Regions from separate parts of the Mus musculus genome. Here regions 2, 3 and 4 are each linked to region 1. The links are chromatin contacts, called in public HiChIP or PLAC-seq maps. All regions are on one chromosome and are shown on one strand. Each heading gives the region's core, a stretch centred on a gene start, on an enhancer-like site or on the middle of the called end of the contact. The rest is flanking DNA. Distances are from core to core; before and after follow the strand shown.

Region 1 (2,640 bases), core at 40-2,539:
AAACTACTATACAGTGAGAAAACCACAGGAAGGAGCTAATAAAAGAAAGCTGGAGAAACAGGAAGAGAGAACCTCTCAAAAACGTTCCTGACCAAGCCCACACTGGACTCGGGACTGACAACCATAGCCGCATGTGGTGGGATCTCAGGGTCTGAAGCAAGCCATCCCCGAAGGCCCTGGCCCCAGACCTCCACCCGCTCTCCCAAGCACCGTCCTTGCTTTAGAGAAGGAGCTCTATTTTATTCTCAGCACTTCAGGGCCTTAGGGGAAGCTCCCAAGCCTGAGCCCCAGGCTGGCATTGGCTCTGGAGACCTAGAAGGAGCTGTTCTATGCCTTGCTTGACCAGGCCAGTCCTCACCAAAACAGTGTTTTTCCTTTTCAAAAGGTTGTCACCAGCTGTAGTCTTGCCCATGTGGCAAAACGATGCTTTTCTCAAGAAGAAAACCAGACCTTTATGGCACACCAGGCCTTAAAATTGGTTGTGGCCCTATTTTACCCCTTGGAGCCACTTGTTAGAGACCTGCTCTTTGAAGTCAGGATGGGCCTAATTCATGATTGTAAAGCAGAGTTGTCTCCTATGTTATGGTTTGTGGACAAATGTCTGGACAATCCTGGTACACTACCACATGTATTCTAGCATCCTATTCTCCATTCGGCCTTTTTAGCATAGCACATACCTGTGTGGAGTTTTAGGGGCAGTCCTTTCTCACCTACATTCGACTTGCCGTCACTACAAGCATTAGTCTAGATCCTTTACATCAATTTTACTCTTCTACATCACCGCTTAATATTTGAGTGCTATCCGACACACGAGATGCCTTTTACAGGCTCCACAAAATTAACTCGAAATGGGTCTTATACCTACCTGTAAAATGCCTAAATGCTAAGGCCAAAACTTACTATAGAAACTAGGGCTCTCCGAGTTTGGCATCCTGCCAAGGGTATTTCTACACAGAAGCCCTTTCCCCAAATGTTTTGTGTAGATGCAGCCACGCTAGTGAGATGATTCAGTGCCCACCGCCAGGTCCAGAGAGAGAGAAAAGGACCACAGGGAAGCTCACAAGTCTCAGCTTCTGTCAGGCTGCTGTTTACTACTGAGCCCTGGGACGACCCAGCACTCCAGCCCCCTTGGCTCAGCCGCCTGCTCCTCCCCTTTGTGGGAGACCGCCTGGCACTTACCATGTCGGAACTTCTGGGCTTGCCTGAGGTCCCCGCACCCAGGAGCGGTACACAGAACACATCAAGCAGAAACATTCGCGACTGCCAGCTTTAAAAGAGGAACTTGCAAGATCGCACCCGGAAGAGCCCGCCTTCACTTTTGAGTGGCAGATCCGGCTGGATGTCCTGATTGGCTAGTGAATCTGGAGTGACATACACACCACCCATAGGATTAGAGTGTGTTGAAGGGACACAGAGGAATAATTCCAGGCACAGGTTGCCAGCAGAGGCCAGTCCTTTTCCGGGTCTGTAGAAATTTGCATTTCAGTACCACCTGTGTCTGTCTTCCAATTGCTTGCTGGTCTTTTTCCCCCACCCTGGTCAGGGGAAGACCCACAACTCCAATTTGCTGTTGCTGAGTTACCCGCCTCTCTCCACTGTGGGCCACATTGCAAATTTGGAGCTTTCCAAAGCTCCAGTCACAACACTCAGTAGGCACTTCCGCTTCTTCCTTTTGGAATCATTGAGACTTTACTTAGGGAATGTTGATAAGTTCACATATAGGTTTGCCTACCCCTATGCATGCTATGTTAAATCCTCTTCTGAACTTGATCACAAGGTAAAAGCAGAGATTTTTAATGGCATATAGCTCAAAGTCATGCAGAAACATTTTGTAAATTATAAAAGTGATGGACAGAAATGCCTCTAGAATGTCCATCTTCTATTACAAAATCTTAGCTAACCATCCAGTAAATGACGCTGTAAAAGTAGATGGCTAAGGAGCCAATGCTGCCTGTTAATCATTATCTGTGATCTAACCAATAAATGTATCAAAATGTATAGATACAAAAATGTATCAATGTATAGAAAGAACAGAGAACACTAATGCAGAGGACCAACCTCACCTAGGTCTGGATTCCTAAGAGAAGGGGTGTTCGAGAGCAACAGGGAAACAAGCAACTAGAACTCAAATCATGGGTCCAAGCTGCTGGCTTATGTTCTGCTGAGATAGCATTCCAGATGAGATGGCTTCCCAGACTGCTTTCTCTGTGTCTGTGTGTTCTGCTCTGCTCTAGACAGATTTTACCTTCTATTCTAAAACCTCTGAGGTTGAGACAGCTAGCTTTCTGCTTGAGACAGCTCTCTGCTAGTAAAAATTCTAAACGCTCTCTGGATAGCTCCTCAGTTTTCTGACCAAAGTCAGAAAAAACTGATCTAAAAAATTCGTGGCTTTTCCAACCAATTCAAAAAATACTGTTAGAAAAATTCTAAAAGTAATTCTTGGGTTTTCAAAATCAGAAAGGAAAAAAAAATCTGCTGTGTTCACTCTTCACATAGTCTTCTCTGGATAACTGCTAGAAAATATTTTAACAGAGCTGTGTCGCCTCTCTAAGTAATTCTTTGGGTTTCTAACCTCAGACATTAGAATGTTAGAAAAAAATCCTGAAGAGCTGTGTTTGCTTTCCAGAGATATCCAGATAG
Region 2 (2,640 bases), core at 87-2,586, 350 kb after region 1:
TGCAAAGATTATTTTTACAAGTTGAAACACACTTTACGGTCCAATATTCTTCAGGGACTAAGCATAAGTACTAGAGCACTCCAAGTCTTTTCTCTCACATGCTCTATTTTCAGACAGGAAAATTAACATTCCCGTTAGGCACACCACATCAGATTGTCTAGATCTTGTGTTCTTTGAACTAGTGTAAATATGGAAATTTGGTTTCTAGAAATAAGTTCAGTTCCTCGCCCACTTTTCTGAGTGCCCTGCTCTAGGAACCCACCAAGATCACCGGTTTGTACTTTTACTGATTGTCTAAAATTGATTACCTGACTACTCATTGCTATTGTCAACTACTGTCAAAGTAGAAAGGCCCTCACCTTCCTTCTTCCCCCTCCTTTTCTCTGCTGTGATTACACCAGCTTCAAAATTGATCAGAGAACTCAATGCTTACACAGGCCCCTCTCTTTTTGTAATCCCCTCACCCCAATCCAGCGATGTTGGAGGACACCAATTCACTGGTCTATATCTCTTCTCATTGACCTGAGTCCAGTCAACACCATGCCTGAGTATTGGTTGTGACCCTATAATGCCATCTTGAGCACCTTGTTAGGTGCCTGTTCTTTGCTATCAAGATGGGCCTTGTTGTTGATTGTAAAGGAAAGCTGTCTCTATTTTTATAGTTTGGAGACAAATGTCTGGACAATCCTGGTAAACAAACACACCCATACTGTTCTCTAGCAGGCCGGGTTAGCATGCTATGTACCTGGGGGGGGGGGGTGTTTTACAGGCAGTCCTCTCTCTGCTACTTTCTACTTGGTGCCACTTCCTACTTCCCAATTAAGTCTTTAGCATCATCAATTCTACTCTTCTACATCACAGCTTAATATTGAAGTGCTACTCAACATATGATAGGGCTTTTACAGCCTCCACAATATTAACTCCAAATGGATCTTACACCTCCATATTAAATGCTACAGGCAGAACTTAGAGAAAATAGAGAAACTGCGGTTCTCAGGGTTGGCATCCTGCTAAGTATTTTTTGGGCACACAAGCCCCTGCCCCAAATGCTTTGTAAAAATACAGCTCCCATAATAAGCTTCTTCAGAGGCCACCGCCAGGTACAAGGAGAGACTAGAACCACAAAGGACCTCACACATGGCCATATCTGTCTGGCTGCTGCTTACAGTCCAGCTGCTGGGAAAACCCACCACATGTGCACCCTTTACTAAACCGCTTGCTCCTCCCTTTGTGGGAGATGATCCTGCACTTACCATGTCCGGAAATTTTAAGCTTTTCAGAGCTCCCTCACAGCACCCAGCAGAGGCACTCAGGACACACCGCAGAGAAACCTTCTTTCAGGCTCAGATTCAGACAGGAACTTACAGGCTTGGTAACAGGAAGAGCGTCCTCTTCTCCTGAGTGGCAGGCCCGGCTGGAGGTTCTGATTGGCTAGTGCGTCTTGAGTGACATGAGCACCACCCTTAGGGGTCTAGTGTACTGAAGAGAAACTACCTAGTGTACCTAGTGGTTCCATCTTGGGAGCAGTCCTTTTCCAGATCAGCTGATTTGCATTTCAGTAGCACAGTGCCTGTCCTCCAATAGCCTGCGGGTCTCTCCTCCCACAGTGCACCTCAGAGGATCTACAACTCCAGATACCTGCTGCTCAACTGCCCATTTCTCCCCACTATGGGCAGCAACCCTGTGTTCACAACTTTGCAAAATTGGACTTTTTCTGAGCTCCCAGTACTCAGTAATCACTTCCCCTTCTTTCTCCTGCAATCAAGCTGGATAGCTTGCATAGCCGATTTATCCCTTCCAGTGGTGCTGAGTCCAATTCCCAGCAAGGATATGGTGGCTCACAGCCATCTGCAGTGGTGTCTGATGCCCTCTTCTGGTGAGTCTGAAGAGAGCAATGGTATACTCATATACATAAAATAAATAAATCATTTTTTTTAAAGAAATTTAAAAAATCAACCAACAGTGGAGTTATCAATCTGTCCCTCAAGTGGATGGGTATCCAGAATATTAACAACTAAAGAAGATTTTTGGAAAGAAAATTTTGTTTTGTGGTTTCAGGCTGAATTCAGGCAACCTGCACATATATTTCACCTGATGGTAATGAGACAACTCTCAGAGCAAAGCAGGAAACACATGACAAACACTGTGGAGCCCTCTTGTAAACCAGCACATACATCTTCCTCAATGGGTCTGTAAAGCAAACAAAACAACAACAACAAACCCGCGGCTCTGTTAGTGAAGGATTTTCAGATGAACAGAACTGATAGAACGAAACTTTCTATTATGTAGAAAATGGATTTATTAGAATGATTCATTATGTTCCACTAGTCCAACAATGGCTAACTACTATGGACAGTTGAAGAATCCAATAGTGACTAGATGTCTCCGCTGGTCTTCAGTATATACCTGAATTTCAAAGAGATAGGTTCTGATGCCAGAAAAATTCCTAGCAAGCAGACTAAGAAAGATCTACCATCTTCAGTCTCCTTTATATATATATGTAGGCTACCATCACAAGCTGTGGCCTTGATTAAAGGTGGATCTTATTACATCAAAAGACCCAGATTAAGAATAATTGTTCCCAAGTCTAAAAATATAATTTAGGAAAACATCCCATAGTACCCAACTCTTTGGGTTTTA
Region 3 (2,640 bases), core at 45-2,544, 310 kb after region 1:
GAATGGAAAAAAGACAGGAAGGATCTAATAGAAGAACGTTGTACAAAAGGAACACTGAACCTCTCAAAAACATTCCTGACCAAGCCCACACTGGACTCGGGACTGATAACCATAGCCGCATGTGGTAGGAAGAGTTGGGATCTCAGGGTCTGAAGCAAGCCATCCCCGAAGGCCCTGGAGGCCCTGAAGGCCCTGGCCCCAGACCACCACCCGCTCTCCCAAGCACCATCCTTGCTTTAGAGAAGGAGCTCTATTTTATTCTCAGCACTTCAGGGCCTTAGGGGAAGCCCCTAAGCCTAAGCCCCAGGCTGTCATTGGCTCTGGAGACTGAGAAGGGGCTGGGCCATTCTCCATTCATGAAGGCCTCATAGAAAGCCTCCCTGGACCAGGCCAGTCCTCAGCACAGCAGTGGTTTTCCTTTTCAGTTATCACCAAGTGTAGTCTTGTCCACGTGGCAAAACTATGCTTTGCTCAAGAAGAAAACCGGACCTTTATGGCACACCAGGCCTTAATGTTGGTCGTGACCCTATTTTGCCCCTTAGAGCCACTTGTTAGAGGCCTGTTTTTTGATATCGGGATGGGCCTAATTCATGATTGTAAACCAGATTTGTCTCCTTTGTTATGTTTTGTAGACAGATGTCTGGACAATTCTGGTAAACAAACACATATACTAGCATCCTATTATCCGTGGGGTGTTTTAGAGGCAGTTCCTCCCTCAGCTACATTCTTCTTGGTGTCACTGTAAGTTTTGGTAAATCCTTTACATCATCAATTTTACGCTTCTAAATCACAGCTCAATATTGGAGTGCTACCCAACACACGAGGTGCCTTTTACAGCTTCCACAAAATCAAAGCCAAAGGGATCTTACACTTGCAAACCTACATATTAAAGGGCTAAATGCTAAGGCCAGAACTTCCTGAAGATATCAGAGAAACTAAAGCTCTCCGCGTCTGGCTTCTTGCCAAGGATGTTTCTACACAGAAGCCCTTTCCCCAAATGCTTTGTGCAGATGCAGCCACCCTAGTGAGGTTACTCAGAGGCCACCTCCGGCTCCAGGGAGAGAACAGGACCACAGGGAACCTCACAAGTTGCTGCTTCTGTCTGGCTGTTATTTATCACGGAGCCCCAGGGACGGCCCACGACTCCAGTTCCCTCTGCTCATCCGCCTTTTGTGGGACATGGCCCTGCACTTACCATGTCGGGACTTCTGAGCTTGTCTGAGCCTGCACACAGAACACGCCAAGAAGATACACTCCAGATTGCTCAGCTTCAGAGAGGAGGACCTTGCAGGAAAGCTCCCAGGAAAGCTCCCGGAAAAGCCCGCCTTCTCCTCCGATTACAGGACCGCGTATATGTGCTGATTGGCTAGTGAGTCTTGAGTGACATAAGCACCACCTTTAGGGTTAGAGTGCGCGGAAGGGACAGCGTGGAATAATTCCAGGCACAGGCTTCTAGTCAGAGGCCAGTCCTTTTGCAGATCTGCAGAGCTTTTCATTTCAGTACAACTTGTGTTTGTTTTCCCATCTAAGTCCGGGGACGACCCACAACTCCAGCGTCTGGATGCTGAGCTACCTGCTTCTCCTCTTTGTGGGCAGTGACCCTGTGCTACCTTGTTGCAAAGTTGGAGCTGTCCTAAGTCCCAATCACAGCACCAGTACTTTCCCTTCTTCCTCCTGTAATCTAGGTCCATAACTTGCATAGCCCATTTCTCAACTTACAGTGGAGTTATCCTGTCCCACAAGTGGAAGGGTGCCCAGAGTATTAACTATGAAAGAAAGATATTAGGAAACAAGTGTTTTGTTTTGTGTCTTTTTCAGGGTTCAGGTAAAGTGTGAGTACTTTTCGCCTAACAGTTACCAGTCAACCCTCAGAGCCAAGCAGGAAGCACATGACAAACACTGTGGATCATTCTTGTTAACCAGCTCATCATCCTCAGGGCTTTGGTAAAACAAACAAACAAACAACAAACCCCACAGCTATATTAGTAAAGTTTCTCTAGATAAAGAGAACTGATAGAATCAGTCTATCATGTTGGAAATGGATTTATTAGAATGGCTCAAGAGTTGTTTCGTTCTACTAGCCCAACAGTGGAAAGTTGAAGAATCCAGTAGTGGTTCAGTCCATGTGGTCACATGCCTCAGCTGGTCTTCAGTATATATCAGAATTTTAAAGAAATAAGCTCTAATGCCTGGTTTTTTAAAAATTAATTTGCTAGACAAAGGTAGGGCAAGTAGACAAAGAGAAAGAGGCATCTATCATCTTCAGTGTCCTTTATGTATATAAGCCACCACCATAAGGTGTGGCCTAGATTAAAGATGGATCTGTCAACTCAAATGATTCAGATTATATAAGGGTTTTTCCAATTCAAAAGCTATAATTCAGGGGGGGAAAAAGGCCCACAATAGCCAACTATTTGGTCTTTAGCTAATTCCAGATATATTTAACTCGACTACCAAAATAGCCAGTACAACTATCTAGACAAGGACAGATAGGATTTTTTTTTCTTGTGGCAGGCAAGGAGAGCATGGGAGCCATTTCCAAAGCAATGATTTTCTTATAAAAAAGGAAGCATTGAGACTTTACTTAAAAAAAGGTGGATGCATTCACATAGAGGTTTGCCTACTCCAAAGCTTGCTAAG
Region 4 (2,640 bases), core at 54-2,553, 310 kb before region 1:
AGTGTGATATTTAGATGTAAAGAAGACGTTCAGATGAACCCAAGCAAGGAGCTTCTCTGAACACACCTGGGTCCACTAATCAGCTCAACCTCCTTCCTAAGCCATCCAAATCTGATTTTTTTGTTTTCTATGTACAGCTAAAGGTCCCCAGAAGCCAAGTGCTGCACAGGGCTCCCAGGCAGGATTTGAGCTACCTCCAACTCTGACACTCCAAATTCTACTTGGCTAGATGCGGCAGTTTCTGGGGGCAAAATCTTGGTTTTGAGGCAAGGGGCAGGAATCTATACAAGATAGCTATAGATCCAAGGAACCACTAGGGAATTAGCAATGTTGACTCCCCAGGGAGAAAAAGTTTGGGTTTGGGAGAGCTGAAGCAAGGTGAATTTTCCCTTGTTTTGAAAGGGGGTCATTCAGATAAGACAACTTTTGATCCTCTTTTTGGCGAATTTTCTAATTCCTTCTCTATAAAATCTGTAAGGAAAACACGCCCACTCGAGCATGATTTTCCCCAACGTTTGAAATGTAGATTGTCTTCGTAGGCGGCTCTACTAGGGCTCTCCTCGACCTACTCCAAGCCACCACTCTGCCCCACCCCCAAGGCGTCGTCGGCCCAGTTTCCTTCCACAGCAACTACCATGGGGCCACCCGCAGTGCACCTACAATGGTGTTGGTCCGAGCTACAGGCTTGAGTCCCAGAGTACCGATTTCAGGCTGGTCTCTGTCTTTATTCCTTCTGCTGGTCAGGACGTGGGTCTTTCTCTGAACCTACAGTGTCCAGAGAAACCTTCTGAACCTCAAGTCGACCTGGAGCCTGGGAGGTCTTTTAGGACCAAGGGAAGCCACCGTTTCCACAGTCGGCGGCTAATTCTTGTCCTCCTAGTTCCCAGTGGCAGTCCCCCTTCCCCCATCTCAGTCGCCCCAACGTTTCCAGACACTAGCCCCCGGCCACCCGCCAGCCGCTATCACTGGCGAGGGCACAGCTAGCCTGGAGCAAAGTTAGTGGCCACCTTCGTGTGCTGCCGCTCTCTCTCCCCCTCCTCTTCCTCACGGCCACCTTCTCCCGGGGACCGCGGCCGCATACTCTTGCACACAAGTCGCCAGGCTCCGCGAGACCAAAGAGTGGAACGGCACATCCCGGGTCACCCCTAGTTCAGCCCGCGCCCTTTGTGCTCCTAGGGGCCAAGAGGACCGGGTTCTGGAAGGGTGGCGCCGCAGCCCTGTGTTCGGCTCTCGGGAACTGTGTGCTCGGGGCAGCCCAGGGCGCTGGCAGTGATCCAAGGAGGGGAGCGGCGGGGGAAGCTGCGCGCAGGGGAGGGCAGAGGCGGAGAGCCACGAGCCCAGAAGCAGAGGCGGGCTCCGCACCGCCCCGCGCCCCTCACGCTTCCCGGCTCTCGAGACGCGCGGGCGGCCGCCTGGGCGCACCAGCCGGGTCACCTTGTCCCGGAGGTAAGTCCCGAGCACCAGAGCTGCGCGGGAGGACCCCGGGCCACCGGAGTGGGCGGGTGTGGCGGGCGCGAGAGGATGCCCTGGCGCAGGCGGGTGTCCTGCTCCGCCTCGCAGCGCGCAGACCAGGCGGCGGTGATGGTGTGCCGGCCGCGGTAAGTCCTGAAGGGTCGCAGTGGCCGGACTAGGGAGACACAGTGTCGCCCCGAGAGAGGGGAGATGGCGCCTGACGGGGAAGATGCAGAGAGGACAGGAACTGGTAATACCGGCCCAGGGTGCGACTTGGCGCCTTGCCACCTTGGGTACCCAGGCGGCGTGAAGGGGCTGCTGTGCGACGTCGGTTAGAGCTAGTGCGTCTGTGTCTTGAGTTCGGCAAAGCCAGGCTGCTGGGGGCCAGGCCGGTGTACTGGAACACCTAGATGATACCGACCAGTCCCTGGAGCTACCTAGCTGAGTCCAAGAGGGGCTGGCGAGAAAGGCATCCGCGGAGGTGGCAGTCAGTGAGGTCCACATGGGACAGGAAAGCAAAGGGCCGAGGGGAAAGAGAATGTAGAGTTCCAGAGCATCAGGATTGGGGTGGGTGGGTGCACAATCGGTTACCTGAGCGGAAGACCGGACTTCTAGAACCCTTCACCTCCATCCAAAACGAGACCGGTTTTTATGAGCTGTCCGGTCCCTGGCAGCGCGACAGTCTGCAGCCTCGGAGCCGCCAGTCCTGGCGCCGAGATGGGCGCAAGCAGATGCGATTAAAGGGTTCAGATTCTAATTTTGTTGTCTCTGGGCGTGATTTCTACACTTCATTCGTGTCCTCTCTGTAAATACTGGAGAGAGTGGAGCATCCATGGAGTTGGACACTTTTCTTAAGAAAGAAGGGCTTTGGGCATGTGCCTGTTTTGTTGGACCCTAGCGGTGTGGTGGAGGAACCTTCAGTTGAGCTTTGGGCAAGTAGGATAAGGGTTGGTTGGCTTTACTAAAGGACCACAAGAAGGGGTCTTCTGGTATTCCTCATTTTCTGTGGGGTGTTCTGCTAGCAGAAGCGCAGGCACACGGTGCCTCAGACTTAAGGTGCGCACCACACTCCTGCGGTGTTTGATGTGGAGGTGGCGCCTCTGCGCTGCGGGCAAGAACTGGGTTGCCTGTGTCTTTCATAGTCTCACCAGGGTTTTTGGTGCAGCAAACAGTGGTCTCAGTTTAGCT

What was found. HiChIP or PLAC-seq counts read pairs in DNA pulled down with a chosen protein or histone mark.
Region 2: an H3K4me3 HiChIP or PLAC-seq map of embryonic stem cells shows a contact between it and region 1, with 5 times the contacts expected there. The contact joins the promoter of Zfp345 here to the promoter of Zfp120 in region 1. A contact is called at or near these places in 4 of 39 promoter capture datasets (the 3T3-L1 cell line, cranial neural crest and embryonic stem cells), 1 of 15 datasets of contacts at CTCF or cohesin (pro-B cells), 7 of 115 datasets of contacts at active chromatin or transcription factors (the 230-238 cell line, the NIH/3T3 cell line, embryonic stem cells and 2 more) and 2 of 9 other capture datasets (adipose tissue and pancreatic islet).
Region 3: an H3K4me3 HiChIP or PLAC-seq map of stem cell-derived neural progenitor cells shows a contact between it and region 1, with 5 times the contacts expected there. The contact joins the promoter of Zfp442 here to the promoter of Zfp120 in region 1. A contact is called at or near these places in 2 of 115 datasets of contacts at active chromatin or transcription factors (bone marrow-derived macrophages and stem cell-derived neural progenitor cells) and 1 of 9 other capture datasets (liver).
Region 4: a contact with region 1 is called in an H3K4me3 HiChIP or PLAC-seq map of embryonic stem cells, with 3 times the contacts expected there. The contact joins the promoter of Syndig1 here to the promoter of Zfp120 in region 1. A contact is called at or near these places in 1 of 484 Hi-C or Micro-C datasets (embryonic stem cells) and 1 of 115 datasets of contacts at active chromatin or transcription factors (embryonic stem cells).

What each region holds. Positions count from the first base shown.
Region 1 is chr2:150,135,389-150,138,028 of GRCm38.p6, forward strand. Zfp120 (zinc finger protein 120) reads right to left here and starts at 1,290. Exons shown (of 4, transcript NM_181266.2): 1 at 1,180-1,290. The coding sequence starts at 1,254.
Region 2 is chr2:150,483,727-150,486,366 of GRCm38.p6, forward strand. It overlaps Zfp345 (zinc finger protein 345), which reads right to left and starts at 1,337. Exons shown (of 4, transcript NM_001034900.3): 1 at 1,254-1,337. The coding sequence starts at 1,256.
Region 3 is chr2:150,450,207-150,452,846 of GRCm38.p6, forward strand. Zfp442 (zinc finger protein 442) reads right to left here and starts at 1,295. Exons shown (of 4, transcript NM_001310645.1): 1 at 1,196-1,295. The coding sequence starts at 1,198.
Region 4 is chr2:149,829,480-149,832,119 of GRCm38.p6, forward strand. It overlaps Syndig1 (synapse differentiation inducing 1), which reads left to right and starts at 1,304. Exons shown (of 4, transcript NM_001085521.2): 1 at 1,304-1,446.